Linked DNA regions of Arabidopsis thaliana: region 1 is linked to region 2. A link is a contact called in public targeted proximity ligation data. All regions are on one chromosome and are shown on one strand. The core of a region is the stretch at or near the end of the contact, and the rest is flanking DNA. Distances in the headings are between cores, read along the strand shown.

What was found.
Region 1: a contact with region 2 is called in a targeted proximity ligation map of shoot, with 10 read pairs. A contact is called at or near these places in 8 of 26 Hi-C or Micro-C datasets (callus, cotyledon, root and 4 more), 1 of 2 datasets of targeted methods (shoot) and 2 of 3 other capture datasets (root and shoot).

What each region holds. Positions count from the first base shown.
Region 1 is chr1:24,656,282-24,659,623 of TAIR10.1, reverse strand. It overlaps GSR2, which reads left to right and starts at 1,921. Exons shown (of 10, transcript NM_105291.4): 1 at 1,921-2,177; 2 at 2,353-2,392; 3 at 2,497-2,600; 4 at 2,721-2,769; 5 at 2,856-2,962; 6 at 3,052-3,139; 7 at 3,234-3,342. The coding sequence starts at 2,104.
Region 2 is chr1:24,612,677-24,616,574 of TAIR10.1, reverse strand. AT1G66130 (NAD(P)-binding Rossmann-fold superfamily protein) reads right to left here and starts at 1,758. Exons shown (of 3, transcript NM_105284.4): 1 at 1,068-1,758; 2 at 456-756; 3 at 1-158. The coding sequence starts at 1,535. AAE11 (AMP-dependent synthetase and ligase family protein) reads right to left here. Exons shown (of 3, transcript NM_105283.3): 1 at 3,738-3,898; 2 at 2,652-3,505; 3 at 1,770-2,551. The coding sequence ends at 1,885.

The DNA.
Region 1 (3,342 bases), core at 672-3,171, 43 kb before region 2:
AATTAAGTCACATGCATTTTGAATAAATTAAGAAATACGAGTACAAAAAGTTTCAATGAAAAAAGTTTAAATAGAGATCACTTTAAATATAAGTAATTTTTTGTTCCGTAAAGGAGGCATACATTAAACATGCATAACTGAATTAATTAATTAATATTTTTAATTCTTTTTTTTATATATATGCGTTTGTGGGTGTAATTATGGCTATCCCTACGATGAAATTGCGTAACTAATAAATGATAAAATAAAAAAGCATTGCGTAGTTTTTTTTTTTACATAGCGTAGTTAAAATGGTCATTGTAGTTGTTGTGGTTACAAATCAAGATTGATACATTTTCTTTCTTGTCGATTTCCTTTGGAGTTATCGTTTTCAATACAAATATGATGTGTCAAATAATGTTATTTAAAAATTGATCTATAGTATAATATTTGCATTTACATAATTACTTCAAATCCTACATAAATCTCACCTTAGAGAAAATTTACATATAATATAACATTTTGGAAGTTTGAAAATCAACATAAATTATTTTCAAAAATATGAGTTAAGCACTGAATATCTAATTTTTTGGTTAAAATATTTTTGAAATTATTATGTAAGTATTTACCTGTTTTAAATGTTTAAATATTGACCTAAATATAACTATTTGAATTTTAAATTCCGGTACCAAATCTAGTCCAAATATAACTCATACTTACCGTTTTTCTGAAATTTGCATATTTATCCAAATTTTTCTAAGTCTTATGAATACTAAAAAATCGATATATTGCCCATCAAATTGGGAAATCCCAAAATTCAAGAAATTTGCACAGCTCTACCCAAATTTTTAGAAGGTATGGGTGTAGATGAGCTACATTTGTTCATAAATTCTTAGAATGTTCACATATTCATCATGTAAAATAACAAATATTAAAGTATATATCTTCAACAAACAACAACGGGCTCTGCCCAAAAGAATCGAATCTCTTTTGTCCCTCTTTGAATTTTGTATTGTTTATTTTTATAATATGTGTGTAGATTCGACAAAAAAGTGTGTAGATGATTCATGGTTGGGTAAGGCTCGCAGCTTAAGACTTGCGTTAGCAACAACTTTGAGAAGAGTAGGTCCGACGCGTTCCCAAGCCGTACAATCGTCTACCACTTATCTTTTAACCGGTTAAGCCGGTTCGATTGCGACAACAACCTATGCACATGTTCTTTCGTTATCACTAATAGATAAATAAAAATTCGTGTTTTTGTTTTAATTGAAACATTAAAACAATATCCTTTTATATGGTCTATCCATTTCTTTTTTGAATAATTGGACCTAATAGCAATGGAGAAAAATGCCTCTTTTTATCCTTTTTGAAAAATTGAAGGTCTATTTTGAAAAATGGTCTTGTGCTAAACAAAATTATGGGTTGAAGGTCTATTTTGTCAATAAAATTTTAAAATAATGTAATAGATGATGAAAAAATAAATTTGGTCAAAATAATTATAAATTTTTTTTTTAAAAATCAATTAATTCTATCGACCATAAAAATAAAAAAAAATTCACCACCTGAAATATAAAAATAAGTTAATCAGTGTTTAATTTCTGCCTCACACTTGTTATCAACAAATTTCAACTTTACCTATCAGTTTGTTGGATCAATTTATTACCATCCAATTCTCTTGTTATTATTCAAAGTTCAAACATTCCGTTCCAATGTTAACTTTGTAAAGTAGTAAATGGTAAGTAACAATAACTCTAAATACCTACCCTTACAAATTAAAAATTCAACGCCTACATAAATTATCTACCTACTAGAATTTAAATATATAAAATCCTAGAATAAGTCAACAATCATATTAATGACTAAAAATTACCAAAACTAAATTATTTCATTAGTTTAAAAAAAAAACAATTTATTATATTTTATATAATATTATAATGTTTGCAAAAACAGAGTATCACGTCACCTTCTCTCTCTCTCTATCTCTGTATCCTCTCATTGCACTATAAGTACTACCACAACCACGAACTCTAAAGCATCATCTCATTAACAAAAATAAAACACACAATCTCAAGATTTTCTACTTCTTATTACAAAGATTCAATCTTCTTGTTTCTTCTTGCAACCATGAGTCTTCTTGCAGATCTTGTTAACCTTGACATCTCAGACAACAGTGAAAAGATCATCGCTGAATACATATGGTTCGTCTTCTTCCTCTGCTTTTGACCATTTGAGTTTCTCTGGTTTTTTCTGTTCTTATCGGAAAACAAGAGCTTGAGTTAAAGATTTGAATCTTAAAGTCAATCTTATCTTAAAGTCAATCTTTGTCATTTACCATTTTGTATTACATCTCTAATTTGGTTTTAATTCAAATAGGGTTGGTGGTTCTGGTATGGACATGAGAAGCAAAGCCAGGGTAATTTAATCTTTCTTTAACTATAATTTCTTTGACAAATTGTAACTTTTCTCGGAGAGATTTGATTCGATTGAATTACTAAGACTCTGGTTTGTTGCCTGCAGACTCTCCCTGGACCTGTGACCGATCCATCAAAACTTCCAAAGTGGAACTATGATGGTTCAAGCACTGGTCAAGCTCCTGGTCAAGACAGTGAAGTGATCTTATAGTAAGTCTCTTCAAGATTAAAACCAAAAAAAAAAGTCTCTTCAAGATTTTCTCTAAAGATCCATCTCTTTTGTTTTTTGTTTACTTTCTTAATAATATTTGTTGTATTTGTGTTTCTTAGCCCTCAAGCAATTTTCAAAGATCCATTCCGTAGAGGCAACAACATCCTTGTGAGTTTAAACTTTTTTTTTTTTTTTCTTGCTATATGTTCTGTTTTTAGCGGTTAAAGATTAACGTTTTTTATCGGTTTGATCAGGTTATGTGTGATGCTTACACTCCAGCGGGAGAGCCAATCCCTACTAACAAGCGACATGCTGCGGCTGAGATCTTTGCTAACCCTGATGTTATTGCTGAAGTGCCATGGTTAATCCAAATTCCCCTGTTCTTTTTATATAGCTTTTTCGCTTTCTTGCGGTGGTCGTAGATCGCTGATTTTTTTTCCGGTTAATTAGGTATGGAATCGAACAAGAATACACTTTGTTGCAGAAGGATGTGAACTGGCCTCTTGGATGGCCCATTGGTGGCTTCCCTGGCCCTCAGGTACATTCCGTTTTTGCGGAGTTTTTTCGTTTGTTTACTGCTCTTTTTCGATTCTCCGTTCTTGGCTTCTGAATTATCTCTTGCACTCTTGCAGGGACCATACTACTGCAGTATTGGAGCTGACAAATCTTTTGGAAGAGACATTGTTGATGCTCACTACAAAGCCTCTTTGTATGCTGGAATCAACATCAGTGGGATCAATG
Region 2 (3,898 bases), core at 509-3,008:
CTCCGGAGTTCCGCTACAGTCCACTGTAACTCTCTCTGGCGTCACATTCCAACCAATGTGCATGTCCACAAACTTCGCACCACTTGTGTATTCGAACCAAGCTTTGTCCTCCTTGTAGGGTATCACATAGTCATTCATTTGAATCGACCCTTTTGAGCCTGAACATTCATTTTGACATTTGATGTTAGTACAAAGCTGATCACTTATATTTTACATATACATTAGTCTTTAATAAGGGTTTTGGAAATTTAAATAAAATGTAGAACTAAATCTACTATAGATTGTTTTATACGGTTTTACATTGAATATGACCATTTTAACCAAACTATACTACTTATTTGGTTTTTGAATTAGTTTTTAAAATTCGGTTCGATTCGGGTCAGTTTGATTATAGTCCCCTAGACTATTACTATTTCTATTTCAACTTATGGTATAATAAAGACAATGGTAAGAACCTGAGATAGCTAAGTCCGTTGAAAGTTGAGAGAGGAAAGAGCAATGAACGATTGCGGTTGTGGTTGCAGTTGAACCGAACTGAAGAGAGGCAGTGCAGGACAAGATAGTGCCAACCGAGTTTGTGGAGACAGAGGAGGGAAGAGCCCTGACCGATATCGGCATTTGGTAAGACATAGCCCACAAAGCTGCGCCTATAGGATACCATCCAAGCTCTCCGATAGCTCCGGCTAAACCCATAGCTTCTTTAGTCAGTCTTTCCAATACTTGCTCCGGTACCGGAGTGGTCATCGTGCTATACATCTGCAACATGTGTCAGAGAATGTTTCATATATACTTTAGGCGTAATGATAAGTGAAACATTATAGATTAGATTCAATCCTTCAACGTATGCTCATGAATAGTTTAATATAACTTAAACTAAGTGACGAAACCTATCGTTCGTTATCATTCGAAACAACATCTTACACGTTGAACACCTTAAAAACTCTACTCTAGTTCTAGTACAATTGAAAGGTTTTATGTGTTATTCTAACTTATATGTGGGGCAATAAATAAAGTCAAAGATTCTATGGACCAATTTTGCAATTTGAATAAAAAGGCAGAGCGCTTACGTGGCGAACATCTCCAAGCAATCCAGAATCAAACATCGTATCTCTAATCTTAACCGTCCGTTGATGATGCAACCAAATCGTACCGTCCATAAACTGAACACCGTTATATTCACACGCCTCCACAATCTTCTCCAGCTCCGTCGCGTCTTGAGCTGGTGGTTTCTCAACAAGAACATGCTTCTTCTTCTCTGCCGCCGTCACAGCCCATCTCGCTCGTTGCGTCACCGGCATCGTCAAGTAAACGGCGTCGACGTTTGCATCGTTTAAAAGCTCCTCGTAGCTTCCGTATATCGTGACGGTCTCCGGCGATAAATTGTTCCCGGTGGCGAAGGTTTTTGCGGTTTCGAGTGATGGATCGCTGATGGCGATAATGACGGCGTTTGAGGATTCTGTTACTGTTCTGACGAACTTTGATGCGAATCTGATACATCCAAGAAGACCAAAACGCACCGTTTTAGTGTCACTCATGTTGTGTTCTTTTGTTTTTGTTATGTTGTCGCAATGTTTTTTTTTTCTACTTCTTCAGCTTCAGGAGCTGTGTTCTAGTGAAAGTGAAGAGATATGAATGTTTTCCAAGTGGCGAATCCTGAGCCTTAAGAATTTTGAGATTATCTTCTTCAATTTTATTTTGTTGAATCCACGTGGAATTTTTTCCTCTTTTTGTCTTACCATTTTTTTAGACAAATAAAAGATGCAATATTTGTTGAATAACTTCATTTTAATTATTAGCGTAAATTTAACAATCCATACATGTAAACTAAGAAACATATCAATCCAAACATACGCATATACATAAACACATCGATGAATAGTAACGCTAAAGCCTCGAACTAACGTGTTCGATACTGCGTTGATGAACTTTCTTGGAGCCGGCATCGTCCTCCCTGACCACCAATGCCTTAGCGATGTCTCTCAACTTAGACTTTAGGATCTTTCCGTTACTATTCTTTGGAAGCTCTTGAAAGAACACCACCTTTTTCGGACACATAAAATGCGGCATATTCTCACGGCAATATTTAATGAGATCTCCTTCACTAGTCACCAATCCCTCTTCACCCTTCTTTAGAACAACAAACGCACACGGGGTTTCACCCCATAGAGGATGAGGCATGGCTACAACCGCAGCCTCGAGCACTTCCTGATACATGTAAAGAACTTTCTCGACCTCAATACTACTTATGTTCTCACCTCCCGAGATTATGATGTCTTTGGATCGATCTTTGATCTCTACATATCCATCAGGATGAATCACACCTATGTCTCCCGTGTTAAGCCATCCGTGTTTAAATGCTTCAGATGTTGCTTTAGGATTCTTTAGATACCCTTTCATTAGGCTGCTTCCTTTAATAACAATTTCTCCCATTGTCTTCCCGTCGCGTGGGACACTCTCTAGAGTTTTCGTGTTCTTCACGTCAACGTCGGCTAGGGTTAGGTTCCTTACACCTTGCCTTTGTTGTAGCTCTATCTGTTGATGCTCTGGTAGTCTATTTTGGATTTTTATAATAAAAAATTGTTATCTTCAATATGATTATATATAAAAGATTGTAGTATATTATGTAAAATCAGAATGGTTATATATATTACTTGTTCCACTCGTCTTGCCATTCACAAAAGAGAACCGGGCCGGTGGCCTCTGTAAGCCCATAGCCATGCATCACGTGAAACCCCAGCTGCTCAACTTTCTTTATAAGGACAGCCGGAGGAGAAGAACCTCCAGTCAACACCTGAACCGGCGAGGACTTGGGTGACTGGTCGGTTCGACTTCCTTCAAGGAGAAACCTAAAGACCGTAGGAACACATGACATGTGAGTCACGCCATGCAATTCTATGTTCTTATAGATCTCTGGAGCAGTGACATGTCTGATGCATACATTAGTACCACCACGAGCAGCGACGGACCACGTGTGCGTCCATCCATTGCAATGAAACATAGGTAGTGTCCAGAGGTAGACAGGGAAAATCCCCATTTCCCAGCCAATAATGGAGCTCAAAGCGCTCAAGTAGGCTCCTTGGTGGCTAATCACCACACCTTTTGGGTCTGCCGTGGTACCTGACGTGTAGTTCAAGGAGATAGGGTCATGCTCGTTGTGGACACGGAACATGCTTGCGGAGGAGGATGGCGTAGGTTCTCCTTTTCGGATGAGACCCTCGTAGTCTAACTCCTTGGAGAAAGGCTTTGTAGTGGAATCAATCTCGTTAATTAATATGATCCGCGGATGCGGTTGTGACTGGTAAGTGGGTATGAGACGGAGGACTTCTTGGATCAAAGGAGCAAACTCGTAGTCCACAAATAAGATCTTTGGCTCGGCGTGGCGGAGAATGATGGCTATGGTTTTGGCGTCAAGACGGGTGTTAATGGGGTTAAGTACGGCTCCGGTCATGGGAACGCTAAAGTGCATCTCGTACATGGCAGGTACGTTTGGGGCCAAAATCGAGACCTAAACAAAGATTCATCATACACGTTAACGTTAAATATAAGTACCATCCTAAAGAAAAGTAAGGATGATACAAGCAATATGATAGTCATCAGTAGATATAAAACTAAAACGAAAGAAAAAGAGAAGTCATGTGGTTCATATGCTGATTATGACACGTGAGCACGAGTAACTCGGAAAGGCATATAATAAAAAGTCCAATATAAGTATCAGAAGGCAAAATAAAAATTCTTACAACGTCGTTTCGGGTGATGTTAAGAGAGAGGAGAGAAGCAGCTAGACGACAGCAACGGTCATAAGTCTGAGGCCAAGTGAAGCGAGTTTGCCCGTAGATTATCGAAGTTCGGTTGGGATAACACTCCGAAGCTCTCTTCAAGAACGTTATGGGCGTTAGAG